Linked DNA regions of Mus musculus: regions 1, 3 and 4 are each linked to region 2. Evidence: chromatin contacts called from public HiChIP or PLAC-seq and promoter capture Hi-C data. All regions are on one chromosome and are shown on one strand. The core of a region is the stretch at or near the end of the contact, and the rest is flanking DNA. Distances in the headings are between cores, read along the strand shown.

Evidence for each region. Promoter capture Hi-C pulls out the DNA fragments that hold promoters and counts their contacts. HiChIP or PLAC-seq counts read pairs in DNA pulled down with a chosen protein or histone mark.
Region 1: an H3K4me3 HiChIP or PLAC-seq map of embryonic stem cells shows a contact between it and region 2, with 48 read pairs. The contact joins the promoter of Pax9 here to the enhancer-like site in region 2. A contact is called at or near these places in 11 of 39 promoter capture datasets (the 3T3-L1 cell line, cranial neural crest, embryonic stem cells and 5 more), 1 of 484 Hi-C or Micro-C datasets (embryonic stem cells), 14 of 115 datasets of contacts at active chromatin or transcription factors (craniofacial prominence, embryonic hindbrain, embryonic limb bud and 8 more) and 1 of 9 other capture datasets (liver).
Region 3: an H3K4me3 HiChIP or PLAC-seq map of forebrain shows a contact between it and region 2, with 4 times the contacts expected there. The contact joins the promoter of Nkx2-9 here to the enhancer-like site in region 2. A contact is called at or near these places in 5 of 39 promoter capture datasets (cranial neural crest, embryonic stem cells, frontonasal cranial neural crest and 2 more), 2 of 115 datasets of contacts at active chromatin or transcription factors (embryonic stem cells and forebrain) and 1 of 9 other capture datasets (embryonic stem cells).
Region 4: a promoter capture Hi-C map of embryonic stem cells shows a contact between it and region 2, with 12 read pairs. The contact joins the promoter of Nkx2-1 here to the enhancer-like site in region 2. A contact is called at or near these places in 12 of 39 promoter capture datasets (the 3T3-L1 cell line, 3T3-L1-derived adipocytes, cranial neural crest and 5 more), 2 of 484 Hi-C or Micro-C datasets (both in embryonic stem cells), 3 of 115 datasets of contacts at active chromatin or transcription factors (craniofacial prominence and embryonic stem cells) and 1 of 9 other capture datasets (embryonic stem cells).

The regions. Positions count from the first base shown.
Region 1 is chr12:56,693,325-56,697,845 of GRCm38.p6, forward strand. Pax9 (paired box 9) reads left to right here and starts at 2,147. Exons shown (of 4, transcript NM_011041.3): 1 at 2,147-2,540; 2 at 3,250-3,876. The coding sequence starts at 2,537. Gm15524 (a long non-coding RNA gene) reads right to left here and starts at 1,443. Exons shown (of 3, transcript XR_003950120.1): 1 at 1-1,443.
Region 2 is chr12:57,210,092-57,214,248 of GRCm38.p6, forward strand. No RefSeq gene overlaps it. Among named protein-coding and RNA genes, the nearest start is that of Gm40426, 15 kb to the right of the region's middle. Within about 2 kb of position 1,635, at least 172 of the 459 cell types and tissues checked have an H3K27ac peak or open chromatin away from gene starts, as enhancers often do. A contact at or near this core is called in craniofacial prominence, embryonic limb bud, embryonic stem cells and 7 more, where this site is marked.
Region 3 is chr12:56,610,972-56,615,610 of GRCm38.p6, forward strand. It overlaps Nkx2-9 (NK2 homeobox 9), which reads right to left and starts at 2,313. Exons shown (of 2, transcript NM_008701.2): 1 at 1,941-2,313; 2 at 422-1,308. The coding sequence starts at 2,088. The coding sequence ends at 749. The region is part of intron 3 of Gm26973 (a long non-coding RNA gene); the gene reads left to right.
Region 4 is chr12:56,534,440-56,538,856 of GRCm38.p6, forward strand. Nkx2-1 (NK2 homeobox 1) reads right to left here and starts at 2,469. Exons shown (of 3, transcript NM_009385.3): 1 at 1,870-2,469; 2 at 249-634. The coding sequence starts at 621. It overlaps Gm26973 (a long non-coding RNA gene), which reads left to right and starts at 2,751. Exons shown (of 6, transcript XR_872771.2): 1 at 2,751-3,067.

The DNA of each region.
Region 1 (4,521 bases), core at 897-3,396, 520 kb before region 2:
CCTCCTGGTTTTTGCTAAGACTCCTGGGATCTGTGGCTACTTGATCCCTAGGGCACTGTGTGCCCTTGCTTGGGAAGGGGAGTTTCCTCACAGGCCCCTTCTTGGAGATGACATGGCTCTCCTCTATTCCAGCATCTTCGGTTTATAAGGTCTCTAAGCACCGGGTGGTCATGGGCGCTGAAAGTGGCCCAAAGTGCCCAAGGTTGATTTATTCTGGGCCTCCAAGAATATTCTGGTAGGAGAGCCTGAGGGACACTGAGGAGACCCAGTAAAATGCTGTCCGCGCATGCCCAGGGAGATCACCAACAGCCAGGTCCAACAGATAGAAAGAAAAAAAAAAAACCGATAGATGACCAACAGTAGACCTGTGCAAGAGCAAGGGAGGTGTGCGACAGCTAAAGGGGGCGGCAGTAGATGTTATGTACTAAACCCCAAACTAGACACACAGGTCTCTTGATCACTCCGGGTTGATGTAGCTAGATTCTCATTAGGACACCACATCTTGCTAGTCCACACGGGCTGGGGCACTATCTCTGTACACCAGTTCAGAAGGGTGTGAAATACTCAGTGGGTGCACGGAAGTAGAGCAAAGAGCACACTCAGAGAACACTTCTTGCCCGTGAGGATGAAGGTTCCTCATCACGGAGCAGAGCACAGTATCTTCTGTGAGCAAGTCTCAGGCGAAGTTCTGATCTCCACTCAGTCTCTGAGTTGCAAGTAATTTATACTATAGCATGGGGCTGGGGGTGCTTCTGAAATCTTGGCTTTCCTTGTTATAAAGCACCTGACTACGCAATACAAGTATTGAGCGGAGACAAGGATGAAACCACAAAGTCGAGCCTTGAAATGACTTTGAACATCTGAAACCAACAAATAAAGGGGGGGGGGGGCTATGTTCAAGTATTTCTATTTGTGAAGCCTCATTGTGGAAATACCTGACTGCAATAAAAGACATTTGAAGTAATCTTTCAATCCTTAACTTGATTGTAACTTGAATTCAGGGTGCACACCCACCACAGAAGCAGATGCCTGGAGATCAATGGTCAGCTCCAAGACTGATTACTAGACGTCCTGGGCTCTTGTCATTTACTGGTGAACATCGGGATTCCTCTGATTTCTTTGTGTGCAGAACCTTCGGGAGAGTGCGCGCATCACCTACATCCTGGATATGTGTTAAAGAGAGGGCTGTTGTGATGGAGACGAAGTAATATCATCCACTTTCCGGTGTCACACAAATACCCGAATCCATTCACAATGCTTCTCTTCCTTATTTCGTCCACATACGTCACAACCTTGTCTCCATAAAGAAATGCATTTCTCTGTCCCAAACTCTTCTATCCGTTTCGGATTTGGGTGAATGAAAGTGAAAAATCCCCAGGTAGGCAGAACCACACAGCATCTGTGGTAGCTAAGCTGAAGTCGCGGGGAATTACATACAGATGCTCAGAGGCAGTGTCAGCGGGTACCTCCTTGGGGCTGACTTTCATATTTAAAATCAAACCTTTCAAGGTGGCTCTATGGTGTTGAGAACCCTGGCAAATTCTTACACACGGAAACCAGGACCCTGGGTGAGTGATGCAAGGGGGTGGGATGGGATGGACGTGGCCACTGCCACCAGCGCTCCGGGGATCAACCCTCCTTCCCCGTGGACGTCCTGTGCTCCTCTTTAGTCTGGTTTTTTAATTTTTTTTTCCTCACTGCACCTGGCCTCTGCTAGGATCCTGCTTGACTGAGGTTTAGCCCCTCACTGCTGGACTAACCACTTCGGGCGGGGTACGGGAAGGAGTCTCTTGTCCTTACACCTCAAGCGCCTCCTCCACTCGACTTCTCCCCATCCTGAGTGAACTGGAAGGAGATAGAATTTGTGGACAAGATTCTGACAGTCCCCAAAGGTCAGCATGACAGGTAGTTCTCAGTCATCCCTTAAGGGTCGTGCCACTTGTTCTCTGAGAGCTCTAACCTCCAACTTTAATTTGACAAATTCATCTCTTCCCCAAAAGGTGTCCTCGGTCTCTACCCACTTAAAGTTATTCAAACCGAGACCAAAGCTTCTGTTCGCTTATTCAGCATTTTTATCAGCTTGATTTTGCACTCTGTTTGCGGCGCCCCTGGGAAGACGTCAAACACTCTTATTCATTGTATTTAGTCACCCAGGTGCGGAGCCAGCCAGAAACAGACGGCGGAAGGAGTTTCCCGGACTGAGCTGTCACTCACCGGCCTGCACCAATTACAACGCAGATTGCTCGCGGGCCCACCTCTTTTGGGGTGTGTCACAAGTGAGTGATAGACTGAGCCGCCCGGCCCTGCTCAGCCCAGCCCACGTTGCTGCTTAGATTGAAATGCAGAACTCAAGCCTCTTTCAGCCCGGCACAGACTTCCTTTTACTCTTTCCTTTGGCACTCTTGTCGCCTCCTCCCGGGAAGAAGCCAAGGCACCCTCGGCTTGGAGCAGCGACAGGCCGGCTCAGTGAGAACAAGAAAAAAGTTTCTTTCTGGGAGTGCGGAACTGGGGCCGGGTTGGTGTACTGCTCAGAGCAATGGGTGAGTGGCTGATGGGGGACGTTGTCAGATCCGAGGAGGGAGGGAGCGAGCAGGCGAGGGCTAGAGGGAGGGAGCTGAGGCGCGCCACCGCGCTGTATTGACTCAGACTGCGTCCGTCGAGCTGTAAGCACCCTCCAAGGGTCAGTGGCGGAAAGGGTTCTGTGAGAGCCACTGGGTGACAATTGATGCCATTTTGCGATTTAAGGGAAGAGGGCCGTGGCATTGGCGAATCTCGCAGCTCCAGTGTCAATCCAAGTTTTGTTGCACACGTGTTTACACTTGCAAGCAAAACAGAACAAAAACACCCCCCCCCCAGCTTTCTCTGGACTGCGTCTAACCCCGCAGAAGGGAGGGGTAAGGCGGTGGAAGGGAGCAAGGGCCGAGTGTTTTGGTACCAGGCAGGCAAAGAGGGGCGCGCTGGAGCCTCAGAACCGATTTCCCCGCCTGCTTCGGAGAGTTTTAAGTGTCCGGAGTTGCCCTGGGTCTCTCTTCTTGTTTGTTGTTGGGAATCGCAAAGTAGGAGCGAGGTCTGGCCGCAGCTTGTTTTGAGACGTTTGGCTCAGGCCGGAACAGTCTGGTTTCGGGGCAACCCCAGTCCTTATAGAAGGGTGTCATAACCCTGCCCCTGGACGCTCTTGGAGGCCGAGTGGCAGGCGGCTGTCCCAAGCAGTTGGTGCGCGTTGTGGCGCGCTCTGTGCTCCTTTTGCAGAGCCAGCCTTCGGGGAGGTGAACCAGCTGGGAGGAGTGTTCGTGAACGGAAGGCCGCTGCCCAACGCCATTCGGCTTCGCATCGTGGAATTAGCCCAACTGGGCATCCGACCTTGTGACATCAGCCGCCAGCTACGGGTCTCGCACGGCTGCGTCAGCAAGATCCTGGCGCGCTACAACGAGACCGGTTCGATTTTGCCGGGAGCTATTGGGGGGAGCAAGCCCCGGGTCACCACCCCTACTGTGGTGAAACACATCCGGACTTACAAGCAGAGGGACCCAGGCATCTTCGCTTGGGAGATCCGGGACCGCCTGCTGGCGGATGGCGTGTGCGACAAGTACAACGTGCCCTCGGTGAGTTCCATCAGCCGTATTCTGCGCAACAAGATCGGCAACTTGGCCCAGCAGGGTCATTACGACTCATACAAGCAGCACCAGCCCGCGCCGCAGCCCGCGCTGCCCTACAACCACATTTACTCATATCCCAGTCCCATCACGGCGGCAGCAGCTAAGGTGCCTACACCACCTGGGGTGCCGGCCATCCCCGGATCGGTGGCCTTGCCGCGCACCTGGCCCTCCTCTCACTCCGTCACGGACATTCTGGGCATCCGCTCCATCACCGACCAAGGTAAGGAGCTCAGAGGCAGTGTGCAGAGCGGAGTGGGTTCCTGCACGCGTTCGGGAACCCCAGTACCTTCGGCCTCTAGCGAGTGTCTATCCCACCACCTGTGGCTCTTTTCTTTTGGAAACCTAAGGAGTCTTCCCAGGGGGTGTCCTGATCTCATTAACTTGAAACTCTTGCCCCTCTGTTTCCTTGCCACACACAGTCTCCAGCCTCATCTCAAACTACCAGACCCATAACATACCCCCCCCCCCAAACACATGGTTCGCATTTTCCACCCTCCCCCGCCTCTCGCGCACTCAGCCTCAGCCGGGCTAGACTGTTTGGAGAGCGCAGCCTGGCGATTTGGGGAGCACAAGAGGAGGCCCTAGCAGGCTTGGGGCTGCGGGTTGTAGGTAGCCACTGTCGGCAGCTTGCTCACGAGTCAGATGCCGCAGCTACGAGTCCCCGCACACTCTGGAAATTGTATTATTATTCTCGGATTCTGGCAATCAGGGCAAATTTGCTCAGGCAGGAAGTTCAAATGTCACCTAATTGGTTTCATTCTTATGCTTCACTTCATTTTCCTCGGAAACGGAGGTCTCGGTCTCTCTCTCTCTCTCTCTCTCTCTCTCTCTCTCTCTCTCTCTCTCTCTCCCCTTACCTCCCACC
Region 2 (4,157 bases), core at 385-2,884:
AACTGTAGGCTATTGATTAGCAGATATACTTATCTGGATGGAGTCTATTTGGTCCATGAGAGGTAGGTCTGAGTGGGTTTCCTGTAGCTTATAAGTTTATAAAAGAGATAACAACATGACTGAATAACATGCACATTCTTTTTTTTTTAGATTTATTTTATTTATTATATGTAAGTACACTGTAGCTGTCCTCAGACACTCCAGAAGAGGGCATCAGATTTCGTTAGGGATGGTTGTGAGCCACCATGTGGTTGCTGGGATTTGAACTGGGGACCTTCGGAAGAGCGCTCTTAACCACTAAGCCATCTCACCAGCCCCAACATGCACATTCTTTAAGATGAGCCTTTTGTGGAACAGAAAGAAAAAGAATTTGTGATTATATCGTTGGATCATATAGTGGAATGTTTTGTTAGAGTTAGGCAAATTTATAAGAACTCGAATAATGTTAGGACAGTGACATAGCAAAAAATAGGAAATATGAAGCATTTAGTTGATGGAAACTGAGTTTGTGTAAGAAATAACAGATTACATCTGTGAAAGCTTACAGCTGAACTAGTCCCTAGAAACTGAGTTTAGGTGAAGAGTTAGGTCTGTTTTCTATCTGTCCAGCTACAGTTACCTTAGCTGTCAATGGAGTCATAAATCTGAGGAAGAATAAGTTATAATCTAGCAGTCATATATTATTTAAAAAGTGGCAGAGTGTACCTATAGTCCTAACAGTTCCCTATGGTCTCTATGGTCTCTATGGTCTCGATGGCAATGTGGGCGTAGTCAGTCTGGCTTTCAAGCCCAGAAGATGGAGGGCTTTTTTCTTTTTCCCGTGGAATGGACAAGTGTGAGAAATGGCTTACCTTGATTTAGACCATATATGTCATTTGACTCAGGGTATCCAGTTTTGTCCACTGTGTTTCTGATTGGTTATCATACCACAACCCAGGCAGCCTCTTGTAGTTGTGTCCATATCCTCTGAGACCTTGGGGGTAAGTTGTTAGGTCTTGGGAGATTCTGTCTGTCATAAACTTAAGTATATTAATAATTAGCAGACTTCTGACAAGATTGAGAGCTATATCAATTGGTCATATCTGAATAGAGCACACCATAATTTAATGGCAGTAGCAAAAATCATTATTTATCAAGACAGGATAGGAACGAAAATCTTAAGTAACTTTGACATGTGGTGTAAGTAAAGAAAAACACATTTTGCATTAGCAGAGAAATATTTGGCTTTGTAGTAGTAGAGAAACACTTGACTTAGAGTTGGTGTGGACCAGAGAGCTGACAGCAGTGGCATAAGATCATGGTGACAGAAAGTGAGCTTGTCCCAGTGGGTCCAGGCCTGTGACACAAAGTCAGTGGGCAGGCTGTGAGAAGAGGCTGCGGGCACAGGCATGTATCCTTGATGAACTGGATTGTAAAGAGAGCAGGCTGGACCGTGGAGACAGGTGCGCGAGTATGTGCTGTTGAGGCACCAGGCTCGAATACCCTGGCTGGCTGGTGGCATGGGACACCTGCACAGTCTGAAAAGCACAGATCGCTAGGAGGCAAAATAGGTCAGATGGCATTCAAGAGAGACTGGCTGTCTCTGCCTTCATTTCGAGACAGCGGTGTTGACAGCAGCAGCGGGCAGTTGTGCAGTGTGTTTACTTAGACCGAGCAGGGTGGGACTTCCTCCAAAGGCAGGAAGCAGCGACCCAGTGCTTGGGGTCGGGGAGCGGGGAGCGCCTGAAGTAGCATCCCATATCCTAGTAACTTGTGCACTATTCTTGTGGCCAGGGTATTCTTGTGGCCAATGGCAGGACTAGCCGCTCACTTCCCAAGAGAGAGGAGAGAAGAGAGACGGAGAGAGAGGAGAGAGAGAGAGAACTCACACGCCCTTGTGGGCGAGTGTGAACAAGTACAGGCGTGTGGCTTCTTGGACAGGGCGAAAACCGTTTTTCTCGCAGCTGAGGCAGGCAGCCAGGCAACAAAGACATCCAAAAGCAGCTACAATAGTGGTCAAAGAAGGCAGTGGCGACAGCAACAGGGGCAAATAGGGCAGGCAGGGCCAAAACTGTTTTTCCCGCGGCTGCGAGCCAAGCAGCCAGGCAGGGGTGGTGCCAGCCTTGGCGGGCAGAGCGCAGGAGTCCCACTCAAGAGAGAGTTCAAGTATAGGGGCACCAGATGGTCAGCATGGGAAAGCAACGTGGCAGAACGCAAGGGGCAGGGTCCTGTGATAGCAGGAGGGATGCAAACCTGCAGAGATTCGCATCATATGATGTGTTCATAATAAAATAAAATAAAATAAAATAAAATAAAATAAAATAAAATAAAAAGATTAAAGCGGGGGGGGGTATGTTCTTTTGTTTTGTTTTGTTTTGTTTTGTTTTGTTTTGTTTTGTTGTTTGTTTTTTTGATTTTCGAGACAGGATTTCTCTGTATAGCCCTGGCTGTCCTGGAACTCACTCTGTAGACCAGGCTGGCCTCAAACTCAGAAATCCGCCTGCCTCTGCCTCCCAAGTGCTGGGATTAAAGGCGTGCCCCTCCACCGCCTGGCTGGGGGGGATATGTTCTATGGAGGTGTAGTCAGGTGTAGGGGAAGGGGGTCCCTCGGTAGGCCCATGCTGAGGCATCCTTCTCCCTGAGGGACCACACACACAACAGTATAGTGTAGAATAGAGTTTATTCAGGGCATGGGGGGAGGGGGGAGTCAAGAGGGTAGTAGAGGCAGGGGTGGGGGAAAGGAGAAGGAGAAGGAGAAGGAGAAGAGAAGAGAAGAGAAGAGAAGAGAAGAGAAGAGAAGAGAAGAGAAGAGAAGAGAAAGAAGAGGCTGACCATGAGCACGTGGAGAGGGGGGGGAGGTTAATGGGAGGGGAGGGGGAGGGAGCAAGAAGGCAAGAGCAAGAGAGACAGAGAGGAGGGGGCAAGCAGTCCCTTTTATAGTGAGTCAGGCAGCGCTTAGACAAAATGCTAACAAAGAGAAGAAAAAGATGACCACTTAATGGGTACCTTATTTCTTTTTTGGTCTACCTGCCTGAATGATAGCAGAGCATTTCTAAAGGCAATGAAATTATTTGGGATTAAACGAGAGAATTATAATACAGAACACACAGACCACAGGGGTCTAAGAGTCAGTCCAGCGAGTCTGAGGTAAGAAGAAATCTGTAGAGGCAAAAGAGAGAAGTTCATAGTATTTGTTCTGAAACAGTTCCGCTACAGAGACAGCTTACTCTGCAAGCTATTGTGTGCATTAGGCCAGCTGTCCTTGACTCCTGTGGGAAACTTCAGAATGGAAAGTGTTCTGGAAATGTTGTTACAAGCTTATAAATAAAAGAACACTTCAGGGAATTTCTGTAACAATTTTTATCTTAGGTATGTGTACATGGGGTCCCTCATTTCCAACTAATGATTTAATTTGCTGTTTGATTATGGTTTGAAACAAGTGACTCATTTGATTCTGAGAACCTGCAGAGGGTTGGAGGAAATACTTGGAAGCTAGATAAAGATGGTGGCTCCACAACACTGTGAATGTGCTAAGTGGCAATGACTGTTCACTTTAAAATGGCTGTCTCAGCCAGGTGGTGGTGGCACACGCCTTTAATCCCAGCACTTGGGAGGCAGAGGCAGGTAGATTTCTGAGTTTGAAGCCAGCCTGGTCTACAAAGTGAGTTCCAGGACAGACAGGGCTACACAGAAAAACCCTGTCTCTCGAAAACAAAACAAAACACAAAAAAAAGAAAGAAAGAAAGAAAGAAAGAAAGAAAGAAAGAAAGAAAGAAAGAAAGAAAAGAAAAAAAGAAAGAAAAAAAAGAAAAAAAGAAAGAAAAAAAAGAAAGAAAGAAAGAAGAAAGGAAGGAAGGAAGGAAGGAAGGAAGGAAGGAAGGAAGGAAGGAAGGAAGGAAGGAAATGGCTGTCTCTTGTTATACCAAACCTCATATCATTGGTTTCTTATTTTTTCTTAGATGACCACCCTCCCCCATCAACACACCAGCCCATTTTAGAGCCTCAAATGATACTATCGATAAAACAAAAAACCTCCCCACTCCCTTCTATATGATATATAAGCTTTTCTGGATAACTTGTTTTAGATAGTGACTTCCACTCCCCACTCTATCTAGACTAAGTGAGTCACAAGCTGGAGGCAGGATGCACTAGGTAGACAGGTAGGTAGGAAGGTAGGC
Region 3 (4,639 bases), core at 1,063-3,562, 600 kb before region 2:
CGGGTAGAGGAGGCAGGAAACAGCACATTGAAGCGCTCATGGCATTAACTGTATGTTCCAAGTTCCTTGCTTCCAAGCTCCTCAATCCTCAAGTCCTGGAAACAGCCTTGAGTCAGGACCCTGCTCGAGGGGCAGGATAAGCTTTCAGTCTTGGAGCCAGAGACTAAAGAATCTCCAGCTTCACTCTGCAGAGCTACCCAGATCGCCTCCGTTGCCTCTCCTACTCCCTTTCCTCCCAAAGTCTTGTTGGGACTTTATTCTGACCTACAGTATAAACCGGGGATGGGTCTCAGTGTAAATGGTCTTTCCACCTCCAGCCAAGGGAAACCAGTTTCCATCCCTTTAGTGGTAGGAGCGCCAGCGACCCAACCCTCCACAGTATAATCTAGCGCAACAAGTCAAGGGGAAAACACTCTATTTCTTTTTTAAAAATAAGTTGCTTCATACAAGTCGCTATTTTAAAATATACAAATAATGCTCAAGAAATAAAATCTTGCTCTGGGACTGGCGCCCGGGCAACCATTCCGAGTCTTGGAGACAGTCCCTTGTGTGTGTGTGTGTGTGTGTGTGTGTGTGTGTGTGTGTGTGTGTGTGTGTGTTTGCCGGTTAGGGCAATCCAGGGACCCAGGACTCAAGAAGGGCTCCTGCAAGGGTCACCTCCTGACTTTGGTGTGGCTGTAGCTCTACTGCGGCGGACCAAACAGCAATGTCCCAAGTCTAGGGTGGCTTTAGGCACTCCGCAGCAGCCTCACCAGTTCCAGGAGACCAGAGCTGGTGGTGCTAAGTGCTGGTAGGCTGGGAAGAGGCCAAGCGCCGAGCCCGGTCCGAAGGCGGTGTAGCCTGGCACCGGACACGCAGTGGCCAGGCGTGCGCTGCACTTGTCCTGGGGCACCGCAGAGGTCCCCTCACCTCTGCCGTTGTTGCTCGGTGGCCGGTCGTGAACCAGCACGGGTACCACTACGCGGCGCAGCAGGCCGGGAGCGGCGTGCAGATCAGATGATGCTGCCATATCCGAAGGCTCTGTGATCCCAGGCGCTCGCCCTCGCTTCAGCTTGTAGCGGTGGTTCTGGAACCAGATCTTGACCTGCGTGGGCGTGAGGCGCAGGAGTCGAGCCAGCTGTTCCCGCTCCGGCGCCGACAGGTAGCGCTGCTGCCGAAAGCGCCGCTCCAACTCCAAGGTCTGGGCCTTGGAGAACAGCACCCGCCGCTTCCTCCTCTTCTCCGGGTCGGAGCCGGGGGACTCCCGCCTGAGCGAAGCCAGCTGCGACGAGTCTGCAGGGCTTGTCTCCAGGCCGCTCTCGTCCGAGGCTGGGAACCACAAAGCAAAGCAGACGTCGCCTGGTGAGAGGCCAGCCTCTACGGGTGTCTGGGACCTGTCTCCCACCCTCGTCTCCACCTGGAGTCCCAATTCTCTTGCTCCGGGCTTTGCGACCCATTTGCTTTGCTGTATTCACTTCTGGGTACCCACGTTCCCTACTCTTACCTCAACCATACTACAAGAGTAATCGGCAGACCTGAGATGATGCCCCAGAGAAACCCACCCTGGGGTCCTCTTAAAGGAATCGCAACAGTAACTGAGCTGGCAGACTAGTTTCCCACAAGCTGAGTCACCCATACCGGCCACCTCTGATTTGAAGTTTGCAAAGCCCTGGGACACAAAAGGAAGGTTTCAAATCTTTAAATATCCCGGTCTTTTCGGATCGCCAGACACCAAAACCACTACCTTCCTCAGCAGTCCAGGACCAAGATCTACTCTCAGGATGTGTGGACTCAGACGCACCACCTGTCTGTTTGAGGACCACAGAGCTTCGCGCTTGCTCTAGGGTCGAAGGAACCTGATTCTGGGTTGGGAATCTCCACTCTCCATCCCTGACCCCAGAGGCTTGGCTGGGTCCCTCCTCCGCACTCCCCACCCCCGGCCGCAGTCCTGGCTCACTCACACAGGTAGTGGCTGCACTCCGACTCCAGCCAGGCAGCAGTCTGTGGAACGCACGTCTGTTGCTCGCGCCTCACCCTAGGCTTCGCATCCTGTTCAGGTAAATTCAGGAGGCTGCGCACCGTGAAGCCGAGGCGTCCAGAGGTGGCCATGGCCGAGGAGGGGAAGAAGGTGGGGGGCAGGGTAGGCTAGGGACCCAGGGACAGCTGGGGACGCCGCTCCTAAGGATGGAAGTGCGAGGCGCTCGCCATGCGCTGGCCTTGAGACGCCAGCACCTTTGCGGGAGGAATCCCTATTTATATTAACAGCCCTTGCTACTCGGAGGGCTTTGAAAACCGCAGTCGGGGTGTCCAGGGTTTTAAGTACCTGAATGAGTGCTGGAGCGAAGCCGGGGCAAGTCCGGAAGGTGCCATCTCCGCCCCCCCTTCCCCCGCCTCCCGCTCCGCCCCGCCCGGCACCCGCCCCCTCTGCAAGACTACCTCCCAGAGGTCGCAGGAAGCTGGCCTGGTATTAGCGATTGTCTGATTAGACCAAAGTGGGGACAGATAATGGGGATTGTTACCAGTGAATAACATCTTGGGTGGCGAACAGTGACCATGGTCCTCCCAACTGAGCCCCAGCTTCCTTCTCCTCTCAGGCTGACGTGGGGCCTGGGCTGGGTGGTAGAGCTGGGGAGGGTGGAGCGACTTTATTATTCCTTGTTTGTTTTTCCCCGGAGCTTCCCTGCTGGAATGGTAGTTTCTCATAATTATTTGGAAAGTGATTTATAACTACGTTAAACTGGCGCACTTTTTTTTTTTTTTTGGTAGCATTCCTTAGATATCAGAGGATGGCCTGGTCTTTCCAGATGTCTAGGGCACAGATTTTGCAGGAGCCTACATACACACACACACACACACACACACACACACACACACACTCACCACACACAGTCTGAAAGGTCTGGAAGCCTGTGGGAGAGCTTGGGACCTGTGTCTGTCTCCTCAGGCCAACAAAACAGCCAACATCCAGGTCCCGAAATGTCCATCCTGGTCTGGCATCTATGGACCCTGAGTCTGGGACTCTGGCTGAGCTCCTCCATTCGAGGACCCAAGGGAGGTAGCAGATTTTAGGGTGGCCTACCAAAGCTTCCTTGGTATTGTCACTAGGGCTTCGTCCCTGCCCTTCATCTCCCAAGTCGGTGCCAGTTAGCAGCATAGGAAGGGACAGTGAGCGGTCTGCATTACTCACTGCTCACAGTGTAGCAGACCACACCACAGCTGCCCCGTCTGACATAGAATGGGCGGATAGGCAGAATTAGCAACAGGCCTGCCCAAAAGAAATGTGCCTGGCAGGAGATGTCTCCCAGATCCTCTAGTCACCAAGGGAACACAGATAAAATGATCCACGTGGAAGGCGGGTGAAGGAGGTAGGAGAGGGCAGAATCCGGCAGCAGCAGGCACATTCTGTTGGCCTTTCTAGTCTTCCTCTGGCTCCAGTCTAGCGCTAGAGTGCGGTCTCAGAAGCCTTTTTCTATCCAGCTAGTTATTTGGGTACCTGGTTTCTAAATTTCAGGGATGAGAGCTACATTTGGGTAGCCGCATCTGAAAACCGGGCTTTGCTGAGGCTGAATTCGAACCTGACAAGGGCGTGGCGCCCCCACCCTCACCCCCCCTCCCGCCTCACCCAGCCTGCGTCCACCCCCAGCTGCAGTCCTACCAAGCGTGCCTAAAGTGGCCGGTGGTACCGCGCGCTGGGTGGTCGGGCGGAGGCTAGCCCACTACAGGCCAACTGCTAGGCCACAAACAAAGGGGAAATGGAGCTGGGACGCCCGGACCTGTTGGAAGCATTTGTTCCAGCAAAGATTTTGCATTTGTTCAGTCCGGAATAATGCGTGATTGATGTCTGCTCACAATGCGCTTTAGCTCCCTGGGATAAATCGGAGCTTGTCCGGTGTTGTCATGGTTTTCAATGGGATTCAATGGGATTGGGAGATCGATCGACTCTGCTGGCTGTCTTTCTGTGGTCCTGGCAATAGATTTATTAGTTATGTCTTTTTAAATGAGATTAAATTGAAATGACTGTGCTGACCTCTATGCAGAAAAAACTCCTGCGGGAGCCAGAGGTTTGGCGGGAGGTGGTAGAGTTTTAGAGAAGCCTAAGCGTAGATTCCCAGACTCTGTGAACTTGGAAGCTGTGCCAGGTGAAGCCGCTCCGGCCTGGAAACCTGTGCATCCTCTGCCTCTGGCAAAATGGACAATCTTGAGATTCTCTCTCTCCGATCTACCTCCCCCCCCCCCCCCCGCTCCTGCTTTCTCCCAAGACGAATAGATTTGGTAATTTCTCAGACTATTAGTTTCTGACTTTCATTCCCTCTCGATTTTCTCTGACCTATCTATGCTGGGATTCATCGTCTGTAGACTCTGATCCACCTTGCAGGACATTCCAGGAGTCTATGTGTTAACTTTTCAGTTTGTGAAGGACTCTCCAGATGACTGTGGCCCCGCATTTAACAATTTTAGGAAGAAGCAGGATAGGCAATGTACAAGTCTTCCTTGGGATGATTGACCTCTCTTAGCCTTTTAATCTATTTAACATTCTAAAACCACACTGATGTGTAGAAATAAGCAAATGACGCTCTTCAGCTCTTAAGAGCTCTTCAGCATCAAATATTTGCTTTTGGCTCCCAAGCTCTGCATCCCCTTTGTAGCAGCTGTGTTCTGA
Region 4 (4,417 bases), core at 1,219-3,718, 670 kb before region 2:
CCTTGGTGCCTGCGGTGGTCGGGTGCTAGCACCTGTCCGCAGGACCCCAGCTCTTCTAAGTACCTCCTTTGAAACCCTTGCCCAGCGGGGGGAAGAAAGTCCAGTGCCCTCACCCCACTCCTACACAAGGCTGTTCGGCTGCCCACCCCGATGCCCAGCGCCACCGGCGGGCGCCGCACCTCGCCGGCCGCGCCGACCGCGCCTCCGGTGCTTAGCCCGCGGCCCCGCGGCGGGGCGGCCTCACTTACTGGCGGGGAAGCGCGGGTCTGGGTTGGCGCCGTACCATCCGGGGCCCGAAGCGCTGTTCCGCATGGTGTCCTGGTAAGGCGGCAGCTCGCTCATGTTGCCCAGGTTGCCGTTGCAGTAGCCCCCCACGGCGGAGTGCGAGAGCTGGGGCACCCCCGCCGCCGTCATGTGGTAGGCGGCGGTGACGGCGCCGTGGTGCCCCACGGCGTGCTGCTGCATGGCCGCGGCCGGTGGGGCCGCCTGGCCCTGTCTGTACGCTGCGAGCGGAGCCCCGAGGCCGCCGCCCTCCATGCCCACTTTCTTGTAGCTTTCCTCCAGGGGACTCAAGATGTCAGACACTGAGAACGGAGTCGTGTGCTTTGGACTCATCGACATGATTCGGCGTCGGCTGGAGGAGGAAGGAAGAGGAGGAAAAAAAAAAGGGAGAGGGGGAAGGCGAAGCCTCGCTACTTTTTTTTTCTCCCTTTGCCAAATATTCTGGTGTTACCTTAACGCCGATCTTGTTGGATGTACACGTAACGGAGTGGACCGAGTCCGCCTTAATTGGCTTGAGTGGAGGCTCGGGGGCTGCCTCGCGTTTGTTTTAGCCCGGCGCCAGGTTTTAGGCAGCCACCAGAGGCGGGGCATAAGCGCTAAAGCAACAAGACAATAGAAGCCTACATCTTGCCCGAGATAATTAGCTTACATGCTGATGACAAGGTAAACACCTTTAAGCTTCACTTGTCAAGATTTTTAGGTCTCAAAGAGAGAAAGAAGGAGAGAGGGAGAGAGAGAGAGAGAGAGAGAGAGAGAGAGAGAGAGAGAGAGAGAGAGAACCAAAGCATTACTTTCCCCCTCCCTTGGACACCCCCACCCCCATTTTTGTGGGGTGCCTGTGGCGCGCGAGGAAAAGGCGGGGGGGGGGGAAGGAGGAGGGAACCGAGAGCGGGAGGGCCAGAGGTGGGGTAGAGAATAACCTAAGGGGAGGGATGGAAAGGAGAACGGAAGGTGAATACTGCTTTGCAACCAACTTGGGGAGTTACAAAGTGGAACCGCGGTCCAATTTGGTCGGGGTTCCGAGGTCAGGGGCTGGCCTTTGGGGGAGAAGGGGGCTGAGGAGCAGGGAGCGGGATTTCACCTGAGCCTGCCGGGGCTGCTCCTCCCTCCCGCTGCGGCCTCCCAGCCCCGCGCCTTCCCACCGCCTCCGGACCACATCGGGCTTCGCTGCGCTGAGCCCCAGTCACCACCAAAAGAGTGTGCGAGTCTGGGGATGAACCCTGGGGCTGCACTGTTGGTCTATGTGTCTGTCAGTCTGTCTGCTTCTTCTGCCGCCGCCGTCAGAGGGACACCTCTGCTCCCCGCCCCCTTTCCCCTTACCCGAGAGAATCCCAGCGGGCGGAGGGGGAGCTGAGTAAGGGAACGACTGCCTCCGGGAGGCTGTCACCGATCCCCGCGCCACCCCCCACCAAGCTCCTGGCTCCCTAGCGGACCAGCCCCCCCAGCCCACCCCACCCCGCCGCTCCCTTTCTCCACCCCTTTTGCCGGCCCAGGCAAGTACACCGCTGGCCCTCTGAGCTACGAGGCTAAGGGTGCGGGGGATTAACAGGAGAGTCCACCACGGAAGTTGCCCCATCTCGAACAAACCTGGTGCCCCTGACCCTTGCCCATGGCCTGGATACTTCGGCTTCAGAAGCTGATGCTGTCTTTCCGAGGACATCCCAGTCCCAGCACCCCAGCTCAGATCCCCGCAGTTTTCCCTTCCGATGCTTCAGTGAAAGCCCGGGCGGGGAGCCGCGTGAGCGCCCGCAGATCCGTTGCAGAGTGGAACTGAGTCTGAACCCGGGTGGAACTCGTTGTCCGGGAGGAGGCGAATATCTCGACGCCCGCAGCCCAGCGGGCGGGAGGCTGGGCTGAGGCTCGCCTCCTCCCGGAGCTCAGCCATGCAAAAGTGCACTTGCTTCCCCGGGAATAACCAAATATCTTTGTCTAAAGTGGCGGCGTAAATGGCCGGTCGCTTTGTGGCCACGCTGGATATTAGTAGATGAGGATCATTCTGCTTCAATTGGGCGCCTCTCATCCGGCTAGGAAGAAACTGCTTAGGAGGAAGTGGGTTTCCTGTCTGAGCGTTCCCAGGCTTCAAGTGTGAGCCCCGCGCCTTGAGGGTCCTTGGGCGCCTGGCAAGGGGGAGCTGTGGGCTGTGCTCCCTAGCGGGCCCGGGGGCGTCAGCCTCATTGCTGTTACCAGGTCAGGATCAGCAGCTAAGTGGGTTACCCAGCCAAGCCCTGCATGGCACAGATTTGGAGACCACCTCCGTTTTTTTTTTTTTCTCCTTGGAATTTAAGCGTTTTCGTTATTGTTTGTTTTTGTTTTGGCTTTGCTTGTCTGCTGTTCGAGCTTTCTTGGAGCGCTAGAGGCTGGGAGGGCGGAGTGCTTCCTGGCCCGGCAGGTGCCTCCTAGACACTTCGGCGGCCAGTCAAGGAGGCTTCTTGATTTTGGTTTTTGTTTTCACATTTTCTTTCCCCTCCTTGTAGTGAGGGAGCTCCCGATAATGAACAAGCAGTTTTGAACTACTTAATTCAGCAGGGTAGGCTCCTTTCCATTAATAGCAATTATAGTATGGAAAGTTGTTTTATTTGCTTTTTAAGATCTCTCCTTGAAGAGTGCTCTCTACTCCCTCAACACAAAGCCGACGACTAAACTAACATTAGCTTTCCTCACCACCTACCTCCATCGTGAAGGGAAGGAAGGCTCTGGGCATCAGCGGGCCTCCCATCTGGGCCCGCATTTTCGAACCGCCCCCGAGGTGGCTTTGAAGCAGGGAACCCCGACTTTAAGCGGCCAGGTGCGTTGTGTCTCTGTAGCTAAGGACAAGTGGAAAGCAGAGCTCTGCGCTCTCCTTTCCCAGGGACTTCTCTGGGGGGCGCTCTCAAGATGAGCTACAGCACTTTGGTCTACAGTGTCGAGAGTGCAGGGAGGGGAAGCCACGCTAGATCAAGTGAACGGCAGAAAGGGCAGGCAAAGCATAATGCAGACCTAGTCTGAAGGCGCGACCCAGATCTGCTAGCATTGGGAACGGGATCGTCTTAGGAAGTCCCTGGTCCTCCGTCTCCATTTAACCCCGTTATTTTATAATTGTTGGTGGTCATAGGAACACCAAGGGTAGAGTGTCATTTGTCTCTCCCGGTTTTAGTGCCACTTACAGAAGGAGGTAATTCTTCAGAAGGTTTTTTGGTGAGATTTAAGCAAAATCAGGCACATCAAAACACGCCCAAAGCTTTGAGGGAAGAAAATTAAGCTCACTAACAAGGTCGATATTTCTGTGTCTGTGGTTAATATCAAATCCATTGCTTCTTCGGGGGGCCTGTTAGTCTGGAGTGAAAGGTTTGTTCAATCTTCTACAGTCTCTGAGCCGTGCAGCCCGGACCTTCAAAAACACCAGCAGGTGGCCAGTTTGGGAGAATGTACACAAGCTGCATCTTAGCCCTACTGTAACTAGGGGCCCCCATCCCCAGCCGCACAGCACTAGGTGAGGGGCTGAGCTTCAGTCAGAGTTCGAGGGGAGTGATGCCTGGCAACCCCCATGCTTTACCCTGAAGGGGAGGGGAACTGGACTGAGCTTCAAACTTCTCCTGCTGGCACCAATGCCAACAGCTCCCATCTAGAACTGGGGGTGAGGGGCTCTGTTGCACTCTGTGACTTGAACCAAATGAACTTCCCATACTTCTGCCCCTTCATAAACATCCACCATTCTGGATTATTTCCCATGAGCACTGACATCCACAAGAGTAAGCCAGAATTCTCAAGAGCCTTTGGGGGCCTGGGGGGGGTGTTGGGTGGGTGGGTGGGGAGCCACCTATTTATCTCTGAACTCATCCATGCAAAGATCTTGAGAATTCTCACCAGGTTAGTCTTTCTGACTAGAGAGCATGCTGCCTCTCTGACTCATCTTGAACAGGACCCACTCGGGTTAAACCAGAGATATTTTTTTCCCCTCTTGTAGCTGTGGATTAATTCTTAAAAACCTAGTCCACCCCTCATGGCTGGTGCCTCCTGCGCTGTCAGTAGACTGGCCTTGTGGCTAGCAGGACAGAGCTCAGCCCTCATAAGGTTATTCCCTGGTTCAGCCCCAAGGGTCCTCTTTAATCTCACTAGTTAGGAATCAAAGGGCTGCAGAGACTCAGGCTTCACCAGA